2 separate regions of the Ovis aries genome follow, and region 2 is linked to region 1. Evidence: chromatin contacts called from public Hi-C data. All regions are on one chromosome and are shown on one strand. The core of a region is the stretch at or near the end of the contact, and the rest is flanking DNA. Distances in the headings are between cores, read along the strand shown. Region 1 holds the start of LOC101109732 (WD repeat-containing protein 87). Region 2 overlaps SIPA1L3 (signal induced proliferation associated 1 like 3).

The links. Hi-C and Micro-C count contacts between places; a contact is called where the count stands out from the background.
Region 2: a contact with region 1 is called in a Hi-C map of tail adipose tissue, with 6 times the contacts expected there. The contact joins the enhancer-like site here to the promoter of LOC101109732 in region 1. A contact is called at or near these places in 8 of 16 Hi-C or Micro-C datasets (blood, hypothalamus, liver and 3 more).

Annotation. Positions count from the first base shown.
Region 1 is chr14:47,143,573-47,151,398 of ARS-UI_Ramb_v3.0, forward strand. LOC101109732 (WD repeat-containing protein 87) reads right to left here and starts at 4,486. Exons shown (of 7, transcript XM_060398592.1): 1 at 4,315-4,486. SIPA1L3 (signal induced proliferation associated 1 like 3) reads left to right here and starts at 4,271. Exons shown (of 22, transcript XM_042230909.2): 1 at 4,271-4,752.
Region 2 is chr14:47,303,337-47,311,162 of ARS-UI_Ramb_v3.0, forward strand. The region is part of intron 4 of SIPA1L3 (signal induced proliferation associated 1 like 3); the gene reads left to right. Among named protein-coding and RNA genes, the nearest start is that of DPF1, 110 kb to the right of the region's middle. Within about 2 kb of position 4,390, at least 5 of the 54 cell types and tissues checked have an H3K27ac peak or open chromatin away from gene starts, as enhancers often do.

The sequences.
Region 1 (7,826 bases), core at 3,236-5,735:
TATTGATAATATGAAAATGCCAGTCTCGCCTACTTCACAGGATTGTTGCAAGGATCAAAGATGATAATTCCTGTGAATACCTTTTAAAGTATACTCTGAAGCAACAGACAATCATGACTGCTGTTTTTAGGCTGGTTTGGTTCTACAGAGAAGTAGTTATTTCCTCCCAACCTGTCCTTTGTACTTTTCAGTTGCTCTGGAAACATTATAGCTAAATTTATAGTCTGGCCAGCAGGGGGCAGTGGAAGCCATCCTTGCACCTGCCAGATGAAGGAAAACTGGTAGACTTTAAAAAAGTAGTCCCCAAAGGGCAATCCTCAGGAAAGCAGCATCAACATCACCTAGGAACATGTTAGCAGGCTGAGCGCTGAAGAATTGATGCTTTTGAACTGTGGTATTGGAGAAGACTCTCGAGAGTGCCTTGGACTGCAAGGAGATCCAACCAGTCCATTCTGAAGGAGATGAGCCCTGGGATTTCTTTGGAAGGAATGATGCTAAAGCTGAAACTCCAGTACTTTGGCCACCTCATGCGAAGAGTTGACTCATTGGAAAAGACCCTGATGCTGGGAGGGATTGGGGGCAGGAGAAGGGGATGACAGAGGATGAGATGGCTGGATGGCATCACTGACTCGATGGACGAGTCTGAGTGAGCTCTGGGAGTTGGTGATGGACAGGGCGTGCTGCGATTCATGGGGTCACAGAGTCAGACATGACTGAGCGACTGAACTGAACTGAACCCTCAACCTACTAAATTGTAAAGTCATAAGGGTAGGACCCAAAATTGAGTTTTAAACAGCCAATCTTAAAGTCTGGGAACTGGTGGTTTGGAGAACTCTTGGAATTCCAGGTCATTTGGCCGGGGCATCCTGAGGTAAGGTCAGCAGAACCCACCCTCTGGCATGGTTAAGCCTAGACTGTGTGTTTCCACAGAGACATGATGGCTGGATCTGGGGCAGGGTGAGCAGCAGGCAAAGCTTATCATCATCTCATGTGTAGGGTGGGTAAGAGCCCTCCCCCCCGCCAAAAAAAACCCCCACATCAATCACTTCATGAGTTCTCAAAAGAATTCTGAGAGGCAGATCCAGTCACCTCCATTGTATGGATAAAAATTGTGAATTCAGAGAGGTAAAGGATGCAAACAGAGCTACACATGGTAGGCTCAAGACTGAAACTCAACCCACAGTTCAGGATTCTCCTGTCCTTTCAGAGAAGCAGGAGGTTCTCCCAGCTGAGGCTAAATGCACTCTCTGCCTCACAAACCCACTGATGGGGGCTTTCAGATATGAGCATCCTGTGTTTCTTCTCTCCCAAAAGCTGCACTCTGCCCTCCTGCTGTATATCTTTTTCCATTCTGTTTCCCTGTGACCCTGCACTTGCTGACCGCCTTTGAGGAGCCATTGTGACCTGCTGAAATGGATCGGTGGGTGGCCCCTCAGGCCAGGGCTCCATAGCTCAGAACTACACCCGCCCCCCCCCCCCCGTTCCTTCTTGAGGCCCCAGAGCTACTGAGAGTGGTCGCTTGAAGTCAACAAATCTGCTGTCACTGCCATACATTTCCGTTTTTCCTAATATCTCCTCTGGGTTCAGCTTCTCTCGACCAGCCTATAAAAAGCAAGTGGCTGGGACCCTTTGGGGTATATTCTTTGGAGGTTAGTAAAAAAGAAGTCCTCCAGCCCCCAAACCTCTGTCTGTTGTTATTTTGGGAAGTTTTGTTTGTTCATCTTTTTTGTGGGATCTTAGTTCCCCAACCAGGGATCAAATGTGTGCCCCCTGCAGTGGAAGCACAGAGTCCTAACCACTGGAATGCCAGGGAATTCCCTGTTTTTTTGTTGTTCTTTTGCCACTTTCTCCCATCTTATACACTGGTCTCCTTAGAGGAAACCCTCTCCTATAATCTTCCACTTTGATTCCCTAATCCCATTACCTGTTCTTAAAAGCAAGTCCGGAGTGAGCTTCAGCTTAAGCATTCAGCTTAAGCCCAATGATTTTGACTTTTTAATATCTTGATAACCGAAAGATGATCTAATGGGAAGTCATGCAGCGAACCTAGGGGAGTCAGTATGTGGGGGCCGAGATATGGTATGTAATACTGACTACAGAGACAAATTAGGTCTATTATTGGACACTGATGCTGTCACCACGTCCTTTTTCTTAACTGCAGTCCATTCCAAGGTACAGTGTTCTGTTGATGGTGGTAGGATGAAAGGCCAGCATCCTGTGAGCCCTGCCTTTGTAATACAGAGAAATGACTCTAGGGGGCACTGCACTCCATGTCACTGTTGGGCCCTGTTTAAGAGGGAAAAGAACAAAGTATTGTTGAGTATGTGTAACAGGGAAAACTGGCCACCCTAAAGGATAGTGATGTGTGCTCCATGCTGTGAGGTAAAGCCCTGCATGGATCCTATAGCCTTGCAGGTGGCTCTTATGTTTGGGGACAGCGATGCAGAAAGCCCAGCTGGCATCAGCTGACTGTAAAGTCAGAGGGACTGGAAAGCCAAAGGGCAATCTCGGTTTACGCTGTTTTTTTCTCTTTTTTTCTGAATGACATTTCTAATACAGAGCTGAAGTCTGTCCCCAAGGCCTGGGACTACTACTCTGGTCTTATAAGTGATTTCACAGCTAGGGCTGGACTGGAATACATTTAACACACTTTATGGAAAGAAACAATTTTCCAGGCTGAGAAACATGTATTACCAGGGTAAACAAGTTCCTATTGGGTAAAGAGTTATCCATCCAGCATGGGAGTAGTGATAGCATCCAGAAATGATTAAGGTAGTAAGTGGTAGCTAGGTATTTTACATATATTGTTTTAATACTATACAATAATTCTGTGGCTTAGCTATCATCCTCCACTAATTGATAGCTAAGTCACAGAATGGACATGGAACATAACATACTAACAAAACATACTAAGGAATATATACTGAAAAGAAAGTCACTTGTCCTATTTCCCCTTCAGAAAGGTAACTCTGGTTGTCTTTCTACAGGTGTTCTGTACACACACAAAGATATATGTGGAAAAATACTACTTTTCTTACACAAACATTAGTATGCTATATTGTTGTTTAGTCACTAAGTCATGTCAGATTCTTTTGCAATCCCATGGACTCTAGCCTATCAGGCTCCTCTGTCCATGGGATTTCCCAGGGAAGAATATTGGGGCTGGTTGCCATTTCCTTCTCCAGGGGATCTTTCAGACCCAGGGATTGAACCCGCGTCTCCTACATTGGCAGGTGGATTCTTTACCGCTGAGCCACCAGGGAAGCCCAGGTGCTATACACTGCATTTTTCTCACTTAATAATCTTAAAGAGTAACTCATATTAAAACATACAGTTCTGTCTCATTTTTCAACAGTTGTCAGCTGCATGCTACTCCATCGTCTGGCTGAACTATCGTTTATTTATCTAATGTCCATTAATAGAAATTGGGCAGGTTCCAGCCTTTTGCTATAACCCATGCCACAAATGAATATTTTTGTTAATGCCTCACAGTTTTAATTAACTTAAAATTTAAAACTGAAGCGATGTAAACCTTTTTTCATTAAACATAACTTATTTTAGACATACTGGCTTAAATTAATAAAATTTCACCTATATACTTTTTAAATGTAAATTTTAAAGTTGCAGATTTGGCTTGCATTATACTTCTATTAGACAGTATTGCTTTAGATTATCACCTTCCCGATGGTGGTGTGGACTTCGGTTCCTTGAGAGTAGGAACCGAATCTATCTTGATTTCTCCCCTGTCCTGATAATCAATCACCCAAGCTGGCATGAAGTAGGTGTCTAATACAGTTTTGTTGAATGAATGAGCAAATGAATCACCCTCTGCCCCTCTCCCAGGAAGAAAAAATATATACTTCCCAGCTCAGTCTCATTCAGCATCTTCTTGGAAGGAAGGATGAGATGGGAAGGGTATTGACTGGGTTTTCCTGACCAAAGAACCTTGCAGTTCCAGCTAGTTCCTTTGGTAACCCCTTATGGAGTAGTAGGAATGCCAATAAAAAAGGTCGGATCCTTGATTATGTCGACAAGTGGACTAAATTTTAACAAAATCTCCCCAGCCATAGGTACTCAACAAACACTGATTACCCTAAGAATGTGCGATCAACGAATAAATGATAGGTATCATGGCCTCCAGGGGACGCCCCCTGCCTGGTGAAGAGACTCCCGTCGAAGGCAGAGCTCCGGAGACTCCTACTACCGAGGGAGGCGACCAGACCGGAATCCCAACACATTCTGGCATCCCGGCTCTCCGCGTGGGAGGGAAGAAGGGCGTGTCCGCCTCCTCAAGGCTGGGGCCGCGCCTGTTACCTGCGACGACTGGGCTCCAGACAGGGGACGGGTACGGCGTGTGTGGCGGCACTCCGAAGCTATGTGAAGCGCCAGACCTAGAATAGGAGCGCCAGAGGAGCGACCTTGGGGATACTGCGGGAGGACTCGGCCAACAAAACGGTTAGCTCCCCAACCCCGCGCCGGGCGGACTGACCAAGGCCAGGCGAGTGAGCGCGCGTGCGCACTGGCGCGCGCCCGGCAGGAAAAAGCCCAGCGCGAGACCCCGCGCGCGCGCGCGCGTTCGAAAGGGAAAAAAAAAGTCTTCCCCGCGGGGGCCCGCGGCAATTTAGGCCGGAGTTGGCCGGCGAGCGCGCGTGCGCGAGCGCGCATAGACGCCTTTCTCCACAGCTCCCCTCGGTTGGGGGTCTAGCGCTGTGTTCCGCTGCTCCTGCTTCTCCAGAGGCTCGCGCCCTCGGGGTAAGTACCTCGCGCCTCGCGGAAAGGGAGAAAGAGGGTCTACTGAAGGAAGGGAGGAGGCGGATAGAGCTGGGAAAAAGGAAAAAACCGCCTTCGCAGAGCAAGGAACGCAATCAACGGGTTGGAGTCTACAGAAGACACACCTCCATCCCTCACGCCCCTCGGGGCTGCGGAAGTACTCAGGAGACTCGAGCGGCACGGAGACGACAGGTGGACTACCATTCCCAGAAGGCGGCGCGGCGCCGCGCCTACTGCTCCCGGCAGCGCCTGCGCGTCAGGCTTTTTTCAGTTTGCGGCCGCCTAGAGCGAAACTACAGTTCCCAGGAGGCCTCGCGCGAGGCGGCTTGGAAGTGGGCAGCCTGGAAGTCACTCGGGCCACTGGAGCTGGCGGCGTCTCCAGCAAGCGGCGCGGATCTGAACGCCGCGGTCGTGGGGCCCGCGGGGCGGGCAGCTGGGACACCCAGGTATGTGGCTCCGGGTGCAGGGTTGGCCTTGCGCTAGGGTAGCGGGGAGTCGATGTCCAGTCGGACCCCGAGGGTCAGCGCGGGCGAGCTACTGGGCGGACGGCCGGGTGTGGGCACCGGCTGTTGGGGGGCGGCGGCTGCACTCTCGCCCTCCGGACCTGGCTGGACGCGTGCCCGCATGCTTCAACTTTCCAGGCGAGCTACCCGGCGCCGTTGCGGGAAAGCGTGGCATGAGAGTCTGGTAGCGGTGGGTTCGTGTACGGACTCTTGCCTCTCGGGAGGTGCGATCTAGGGAAACCGCGCCGAACCTCAGTTTCTCCTTTCGGTCAAACCTGGGAAGAATAGTGGCTGTCTTACGCTGGGAATTCTGTTGAGATGTTGAGATCCGATGAATAAAGCGTTTGTACATAGAAGACACTTATTACTTGCTTGTTTTATTGTTAGCTCCGGAGAAATGGGATGAAGGTATTATCGACTGAATGTGGTAAGCTGAGGGTAAGCCACATGGTTAGCACTCGGTGCAAGGTGGCTGTTAGGAGAAATTATTTTGCTGAGAGCTTCGGTTTTGGAGGCAGAGCCAGGTTCAAATTTAGGTTCTACCTTTTACCAGCTCTGTGACCTTGGGCGACAGACTTCACTGCTCTGTACCTTGGTTTTCTCTGTCTACGAAATGGGTATTTTTTCATAGCAGCCACCTTGTAGAGTCGTTTGGAGGATGCAGTGAGAATACCATTTGTGAAATGCTAAGAGCAGCAGCTGGCACATAGTCAGCATTTAATAAATGACCATTGATTCAGCGTTTTCCCGGTTTCTCCGAGACCCCCTGAGGGTGGGGCTCTGCCTGTAGTCTTGCTTTTCTAGTGGATCAGACTTATAACTGGTCTGGTTGACTTCCTCTCCTGCACCCTCAGGTTCCATCCGTGTAAAATGGGATAACAATATCAGCCTCAGAGGGTTGTAAGGATTTGCTGATACCATGTTCCCAGTCCAGAGCCATCTCTCACTAAGTAGCAGCTCTTGTATATTATAATTGTTCTTCTTCCATGTGCTCCATCTGGCCCAGAGCTTGCCTAACTGTTGTGGGATGTGACATGACAGCCCTGAGCTCCCCCACATGTTCACTCCCAGCCTCAGTGTCCCATCTGTGAAATGATAGTCATAGGACATTTGTGCCAGGGTTGTTTCAATGATTCCAAAAGATAATTCATGTGTAATGTTCAGCACAGGGCCAGGTGCATCCTAAGCTCTTAATAAACATGCCTTGTTTCTCTTGATGGGCTTTTGCTGCTTATGTTTGTATTACAGTTCAGAGCAGGACAAGGTTAATGTCCCCTCGCCTCTAATTTTTATTCACCCAAGGTAAAATTGTGGAACATACTGCCATATAAGGGGCTGAGAAGAAATGGCACGGACTAGCTGCTGTCAGCAGGCCACCTGCCCTCCTCCCAGCTCTCACACTCCTGCTCCCAAAACGACCACTCTGGGGCTTCTAAGTGGTGTGCCGCTGTTGCCCGCCATTGACTGTCTCAAAGCACCATCAGCCCCCGAGCTCCACCTCCACACGTGGGGCCTGTGCTCCGTGATGTCCTCTGCTAACTTGATGTCCCATTGGGTGCCATGAACTCAAAATGTTAAAACGAAGCTCCTTTTCCTCCCAGATCCAGTAGTCACCACCTCGGCAGATGGGCCAAACCGGAAACCTGGGAGTCCTTCTCCCCAAGGCTTCCCAGATGCAGTTGATTGGCAAGGAGGATGGTGCTGTCATTCCATAGCAACCAGTTCTTTGGCCTGTCTTGGTCTCTTGGCTTATGGGCCACTGAAAGTCCCCCTTGACTACTGAAGGTGGCCTCTTCCAACATGGTTGAGTTGTTTCTTTCAAGTCACCAAGGATGGATACATGTCAAACACTGTATCAGTAGGAGCCAGAGAAGGCACTGCAGATGTGGTCAGATGGCAGTGGCCACAAGTATGGAGTAAAAGCCCTGGCTGTCAGGGAGTCCATTTCTAGCCTGGCTAAGCTCAGCTGAGTCGCTCGCTTTCTTTCTGCAAAGTTACCCGGTGTCAGCGGGTTAGAATATCCTCTGTGCAACAGGCCATCCTGAGTGTTTTGGGAGGCAGCACACGCACACCCAGGAAGAGGCTGGGCAGGGAGTATGTTAGCTCTCTGTTTAGGGTGAGCCTGTCATCAGATCTGTCATTGTAATTTCTTTTTTTCTTTTTAGAGATTTTATTTATATATTCTTGGCTGTGCTGGGTGCTCCTTGCTGCACGTGGGTTTTCTCTAGTTGCAGTGAGCAGGGCTCTCCATTGTGGTGCACGGGCCTCTCTTTGCAGTGGCTTCTCTGGTTGCAGAGCACGGGTTCTCTGAGTAGTTGTGGCTCACGGGCTTAGGTGCTTCTCGGCATGTGGGATCTTCTCAGACCAGGGATGGAACCCATGTCTCCTGGGTTGGCAGACGGATTCCTAACCCCTAGACGACCAGGGAAGCCCCTGTAATTGTAGTTTCATTTGGTGATGGGAACCTGTGGTCTCAAATTTGTTTTGACCACTAAAATTACCTAAGTGTGTTATTTTTTTATTAATTGATTGAATTGTGGTTTTTTTGTGTTT
Region 2 (7,826 bases), core at 3,140-5,639, 160 kb after region 1:
TGTAATGTGCATTCACTCACTTAAATGTCATGGCAGTTGTACAGTGAAGGCACTATAATCCTTCTCATTGTAATGATGAAACAGGCACAGTCAGGGTAGGGGATTTGCCCAGAGCACCCTCAGTGGGTGACAGGGCAAGGTGTCAGCTCATGCCCCGGCCACCCCTCGGCCGCCTCGGGTTCCTCTGACTCAGCTCAGGCTGTATGTACATCAGACCCATCCATGAGTTATGACCTCAGTTTCATGCCAGCGTTTTATTGTGTGTGTGTTTTTTTTTTTCCATGAAGACAGAACATATAGAATGATTTTTTTTTTAATGTACCAGACTTTGCTTTTTTTTGTTTGTTCTTTTGTTTTGATTTTGGGATTTTTTGGCCATGCTCTGTGGCTTGCAGGATCTTAGTTCTCTGACCAGGGGTCAAACCCAGGCCTCGGTAGTGAAAGCACAGAATCCTAACCACTGGACCACCAGGGAATTCCCCCAGAATTGGTTGTGCACACTGAGAGGCGTGGAGATGCTAGGTCAGGGTGTAACATTTTTCTGTGGTTCCTGTTCAGTAGGTTTGAAACCGACTTGGTGCCTTTACTGGATTATGCCTACTTCCACACACTTCCCACCCCCAATACCCATAAAAACTAGTCTCTGAGCCACCCCGGGCTGGAAAAGGTCCTTGGAGCTCAGGGACACAGGTGTGGAATTCTCCCCTTGACAGAGATTTACTCAGCACCACCACCAGCCAGCCCTGCACTGGGCGCTGAGGAAACTGCAGTAAATACAGCAGAGATGCTCATGCCTGGGGAAGGCAGACAGTACATAGATGGCCTAGCGAATTACGCACTGTGGCGTATGCTGACAAGGTGGAACAGAAAGCAAGGAAGAGATAAGGGTGGGCGTGGTGAGATGTTTAGACCAGATAGTCAAGGGCGGTGTCCCTCAGGACGTTTGAGTAAAGGGCCTAAAGAAGAGAGAAGGAGCCATGGCGACATGCCGAAGAATGTTCCAGGTGAAGGGAACAACCTGCGCAAAAGTCCTGAGGCAGGAAGTGCCTGGTACAGTCACCTAGTGGTTGTAAAACCTTAGACGACTCCTCTCAGAGCTTCCATTCCCTCCGTAGGATCCCTGTCTCTCAGGACTGTGGCGTAGGCTTGGTGAGGTTGCCCATAACGTGGGCACTGCTGGGCTTGGCACTTGGGGAGGGCCCACAGTTAGCCTTTGGCGGGGGTCTCAGTTTCCCATCCCTTTGTCACATTCCAACCAGCCCTGTTAGTTCTGGCCCAGCGTGAGATTCACAGCCACAGATGGGCGTTTCTCTGACCTCACACATGTGCAGGCCACATGGGTATTCAGTCCTGGGCCCAGCCCCTCACAGAGCTGCCTGTTGGACACTCAGGCCTGAGGACCTTGTCATCGGGAGGAAGGGGCAGAGGCCAGCAAGGGTTCCATTGCTCCTTCCAAAGGCCCTTCCTGGGACTTCCCTGGCAGTCCAGTGGCGAAGACTCCACACTCCCAATGCAGGGAGCCTGGGTTTGATCCCTGGTCAGGGAACTAGATCCCACATGCCACAACTAAGAGCCAAACACAGCCAAATAAATATATATTTTAATTTAAAAGAAAAACAAGCAAAGGCCCTTCCTGCCGTGGCAGCAGAGGAGTCACATAACCCCAAAGTAGAAAGGACAATAGTCACAGGAGTGGTTAACACTTTTAGCGCATGTTCCTGATGTGTGCTGGGCCAAGTGTTATATTCATTGACCTTTCACAGCCTCTCAGTAGTCCCTGGATGTGGGTTCCATGGTCCCCATTCCACAGATGAAGATTCTCGAGGCCTAGGCAGATAATCACTTGTCAGGGTCCACAGTGGCAGAGCCAGGACAGGAACCCAGACTGCCTGCGTCTCCAGCCCATGCTCTTAACCTCTAGCCACTCACTCTAGGGCTGAGTTTGAATCCTGGCCCTGTGACCAGACAGCCTGGGGTTCGGTTGAGCTCTGCCACTCACCAACCTTGTGGCCTTAGGCAGATGGCTTTGCCCCTGGACGCCTCCATTTCTTCATCCATAAGATAGACCTGTACTGTCTGCGTGCTGTCTCCAGGAAAGGCGGGAAGGCTCCCCTGGAGTGGCGCACGCGAGCTGGGAGCACACGGCTGCTGGGCAGCGAGTGTCTCTGAACGGAAGGTGCTGTGATGACGCTGAGGTTTTGGCTGTCGCTCTTTGCCGAGAGGTCAGAGGGCCGTGCTGGGGAGTGAAGGTCAAGCTCATGGACAGAGTTCTGTCCTTCTCCTGCCACACACTTGTGTCTTGGGGGCCAGAGCGAGGGGCCCAGGCTGTTTTCCAAGCCAGCTGGCTGGCCCGCCCCAGATGGCCGCCCCCAGCCACCAGGGAGACAGAGTGGGCCCACGTCTCCCAGCAGATGGGACCGGAGCGTTGGCAGCGCCAAGCTTCCCGCCAGGGCGGGAACAGACTGGAGCTGGGCTTCGGTACTGCACACCAGAACGTCAGCCTCACCCGCCCTGAGCCTAGAAAGGACAAGCTCCAGGTCCAGGCCAGGGCAGCCCTGCCCTGAGCCCCTGGCTGGCAGGACACGGGGACTGCCAGCAGCGAGGGGCTCCCTGGCCCAGTGGGTTCCCTTTGGCTCCCAAACATGAGCTTTTGACAGCCTTAGTTTTGTTAGGGTTAGAGGTTTGGATTCTTTTTCGTTCTTTATTGAAAAAAGTAACAGTCGCTCATTAAGAATTTAAAGAGAATTTAAATGTATACACAGTAAAAAAGGAAGAATCTTGTATTAAGTGCAGAAAACAAGGGTAGTAGTGAAGCTCATTTGGGACCTCACTTGTGTTCAGGGGGTACCTCTGTTGGTGTGATGTTATCTCCAGAACATACTTTAAGTGAGGGGAAAAAACAAACTGTAGCTTCCTAATAAGGTTAAATTTTCTTTACATTTTTAACAACACATATGGCTTTGTGTAAATACATTTGTGTACTGTGACAACAGCTAACGTATTGAGTGCTCACTTTGTGTAGATAGATGGTAATAAGCACTGTATAAATTTTTCTTATTGAATTTATTTTTTTGACTGTTCCGGGTCTTCACTGGGGTTTTCAGGCTTTCTCTGGTTGTGGTGCACGGGCTCCTCATTGTGATGGCTTCTCTTGTTGCGGTTCCTGGGCTCTAGAGCACAGGCTCAGTAGTTGTGGCACACGGGCTTAGTTGGTCTGAGGCATGTGGGAGCCTCTGGGATCAGAGACTGAACCCCCGTCTCCTGCATCGGCAGGCGAATTCTTTACCTCTGAGCCACCAGGGAAGCCCTTTGTATTGAATCTTTACAACCCTTTTTGGCAGGCGCTGTTATTCCCCATTTTATCAGTAAAAGGCACAGAGAAATTCAGCAGCTTGCCAGAGTCACACAGCTGGAAGAGGGGGAGAGCCAAGATTTGAACCAAGGCAGACCGATTCCCAAGGGACCTCCCGGAAAGAACTCCAGGAGAGTGGACCAGCACGGAGGAAGGCATGGGTGCTTCTGAGTTGGAGGCTGGTAGAGAACAGCCTGCACGGGTGGGAACCTCCTTGCTGGCATGGCCCTGAGGCCCTTTAACAGCCCAGTGAGATGATGCCAGGTGTCATGAAGGGTGTTGCAGGCCGAGTGATGAGTGTAGATTTTATTGGGAGAGAGATGGACTGCTGTCAGCGCCTTCTGCACAGAGGAGAGACATGATCTGACTCAAGCGGCTATGGGAAGAATGGATTGGAGTCAGGTGGAGACCAGGGAGACCAGGAGAAGGCTGCTGTCAGTCCAGGTAGGACAGGACCAGGTGGAGGGCGGAGGTGGCTGCACGTTGCAGCTGCCAGTGCCCTACTTATCATCCCTAGCAGAGAAGTACAGTCTGGGAGCTTTTCAACTGGTGGCTTTTGGTCAAGTCTCAGAGCCAAAAATGTGACGGTAGGCCACCTGTCTCCAGTGCGGACGAAAACGAGGACTTCTGGGCCACACTGTCTCTTGTCTCCAGCAGAGGGCGCTGTGGGACAGTGTCTGTAGGATTCAAAGGCACTGATCCTGTGGGTCCATGAGTGGAAATTCACAATCCCAGGGCCACCCAGATTGACAGAGCAAAGCATCCATATCATGGCTTTTTCATGATCTATTTCAAGACTATCCTGCCTATGATAAGAGAGTTGTTTGTTTATAACTGGGAACTCCCAACCATGAGATCATCTCCTTTCCACGCATGCCTCTTGCCCAGGTCCTGTTTGGCAAGGGCAGGCTGTGTGTTTAGAGGCAATGTTGTGACATGTTCTTTTTGCTGTCTCTCGGCGTCTGTTGACTGAGGGTGAGCGTGTTTTTCCAGTAATGCTGAGCCGCCTCAGTCTCTTAAACTACAGCCCCACGTGTGTTTCCGGGGCCACAGCAGTCCCCTCGGGGGAGGATTCTTTCCCTGTCCTGCTGTAGACCAGGGAGTCATCTCACAATGGCACCAGAGCTGCAGTGCCGCGCCCAGGACATGGCGAGCCCGGCGGCCAGCAGCGCTCTGTGGGTGGGAGCCTGAGCTAGAGTCAGTGAGGACGTGCAGCAGGGGCTCTCAGACAGGGCTGCCATGTGTAAATGGGCACAGCCACTGGGAAAACTGCTTGGCAGTTCCATAAAAGTGGAAATTAACATGCCTGGTGACTCAGCAGTTCCTCTCCTAGGTATAAACCCAGATGCAAATGTGTTCATGTGCTCTGAGAGGTGCTTCTGTGACTGTTCCTAACAACACTCTTCGCAGTTGTCAAACACTGGAAGCAGCTTCCACGCTTATCAGCAGTAGGATGGGTTAAATCCATCATGGTAGAGACGGCAGCCTCTTGCAGCAACCTGGTCCCATCTCATAGCTGTGGCATTGTGAGAAAGAGGCCAGATAGAAATGAATATAAACACATGAAGCTCAGAAGTGGGCTGAAATAAATCATGGTGCGAAGAATTAGGATAGGATCGCTCTTGTTCTTGTTGAGTCACTGCGTGGTCCCTGACTCTGCAGCCCCATGCATGCACTGTAGCCTGCCAGGCTCCTCTGTCCATGCGATTCTCTAGGCAAGAATGCTGGGGTGGGTTGCCGTTTCCTTCTCCAGGGGATCTTCCTGACCCAGGGCTCGAACCCGCGTCTGGCACACTGGCAGGTGAAGTCTTTCCCACTGAGCCACTAGGGAAGCCTAGGGTTGCTTTTAGGGAGGTGAAAAGGGACACAGAAGAGTGTTTTGGAGACTGGTAATGTGTTTCTTCATCTGGGTGGTGATTACCTAGATACTCACTCTGTGCTAATTCCTCAAGCTGTGCTCACATGTGTGGTGTACTCTTCTGGAGTGCATTATATTTCAGAGGGAAAAAATTACTCAAAGAGAAAAATCGTGAGCTCTGGAGACGTCACACCTAGGGTGGAACCCTGGTTCAGCCTCTTAGCTGTGGTGACCTTGGATAAGGCACCTAGCATCTTAGAGCTTCAGTTTTCTTATCAGTAAAAGGGAGATAGTAACATTCCCTTCCCCCAACAGACCGACACATATACTAGTAGTTACAACTACTGTCATGCCTGAGTACAGGGCAGTTGAACTGTGCTTTCATAAATGTGACTTGTTATTGATAGATCTGTTAGAAGTTACTTTGTCTGCAAAGTCACAGAAAAGATGACTATAGCTAAAACAAATGCGGGTTATTTTAATTATCTAACAGGAAATCTGGAGGTAGGAAGTGGCAGGGACTGAATTCTATGTGATTTTGTTGTTGTCTCATTCCTAATGATCCCAGGGTGGCTGTCGCAGCTTCAGACATCTTATCCTCATACCAGCGTCCTTAGAAAAAAATGAGCAGGTGGAAAGGGGCTTTTTAAACCAGGGAAGAAAATCTTTACCAGGAAAGATAATCTGCCACAGATGTCTTCCCCAAGCTGAATTTCCTTCTCATTTCAAAAGGCCTGGATCTAGTCATGTGGCCACCTGTAGGAGAAACTTGGAAAGCAGCCTCTGGGGAAGGAGAACGCGATGGCCGTGATTGGCTTGACTAAAGGTTTTGTTTTGTTAAGCAATTTAGACAGTGTGTATTTCATAATTTACTGTTACATTCCATCAGGATATTTGTTATGACAGTCCAGATAAAACATGTATCTTTGGAAAAAAGCTTCAAATGCTTAGTTTCATAACACGTAAATATAATGTACATAACAAAGATATAGCAAGAAACTGCCACCTACCCACCAGGGAAAAGACCCTGGTGCTGGGAAAGGCTGAGGGCAGGAGAAGGGGGCGACAGAGGATGAGATGGTTAGATGGCAACATGGACTCAGTGGACATGAGTTGGAGCAAACTCCGGGAGATGGTGAAAGACAGGGGAGCCTGGGCGTGCTGCAGTCCGTGGGGTCACAGAGACAGACACGACTGAGTGGCTGAACAACAGCATCAACCCAGAAACTGCCGTATTCATCATTTCTGGAACACCTCTGTATTGGCCACGATGCTTTCAGCTCTAAGAAAACTTAAGTTTGTAAAGTGCCAGATAGTAACTGTCTTAGGTTCTATGGGGCATATGGTCTTCTTCAGACTATTGAACTCTGCTAATGTAGTGTGCAGGCAGCCACAGGTAAAACAAGTGTTTTTTTATTAGTATTCTAATAAAACTTGACTTTATGGACACTTAAGTTTGAATATCATATACTTTTCACATCACACGATGTTAATTTTTCAACCATTTAGAAATGTAAAACATGGCAGGCAGTGGGCCAGATCCAAATCACTTGTGGAAAAATGAACAACCCGACCAAAGCAAGGCGCTGCAGCAGTGAAGTGAGGGGTGAATGCTGGTAGCCAACCTTTTATTTATTCATTTTGCAGCACAGTTCAAAAAATAAAAATTATAATGATGATAGTATCTAACATGGAGCTCTTCCTGTGTCTCAAACACTTATTCTAAGGACTTCAAAAATATTAACTCATGTACACCTCAAAGCAATCCTAACATATTGTTATTATCACTTCTTTTTTATAGAAAAGGGAACTGAGGCACGGAGAGGTTGAGTGCATGCCTCGTGCTAGAATCTGAGCCTGGGCAGTTGGAGTCCTGAGTCCACGCTCTTAACCTCTGTGTCATGTTGCTTCTACTAGAAAGATAAAGATAGTGAAGACCATGTAGGATTCTCATATAATTCAGCTGCAGTATAAATTGCAACCTGCTCGGCAACCTGCCCAATATCAGTTCAGCTCTGCAACCTGCTAAAACAACACTAACATATTTCTTTCTGTAGTATTGTGTTTTCAGCTTTTTAAAAAATTATTGTTTAGTTGCTAAGTCATACCTGAGTCTTTTGTGATCCCATGGATTGTAGCCCACCAGGCTCCTCTCTGTCCATGGGATTTCCCAGGCAAGAATACTGGAGTCGGTTGCCATTTCCTTTTCCACTAAGTAAAGGTTTTAAAATCTGACTGCACATCAGAATTTCCTGAGAAGTATTAAAAGAGAATAGGTATGTAAATACACAGATATGTAAGTGTGTGTATACTACATACATACATACAAGCCTGGGCCCCGCCACCAACCAGCTGAATCAGAGCCATTGGTGGTGATTTTGACAGGAAATGAGTGCTACAGTTAAAGACCCACGACGGTACTGGTGTCTGGGGCAGGCAGGTGTTTTACCTGAGTGTGTGGTAATAGACTTCCCTGGTGGCTCAGATGGTAAAGAATCCGCCTGCGATGCAGGAGACTCGGGTTCGATCCCTGGTCAGGAAGATCCCCTGGAGAAGGGAATGACTACCAACTCCAGTTTTCTTGCCTGGAGAATTCCACAGACCGAGGAACCTGGT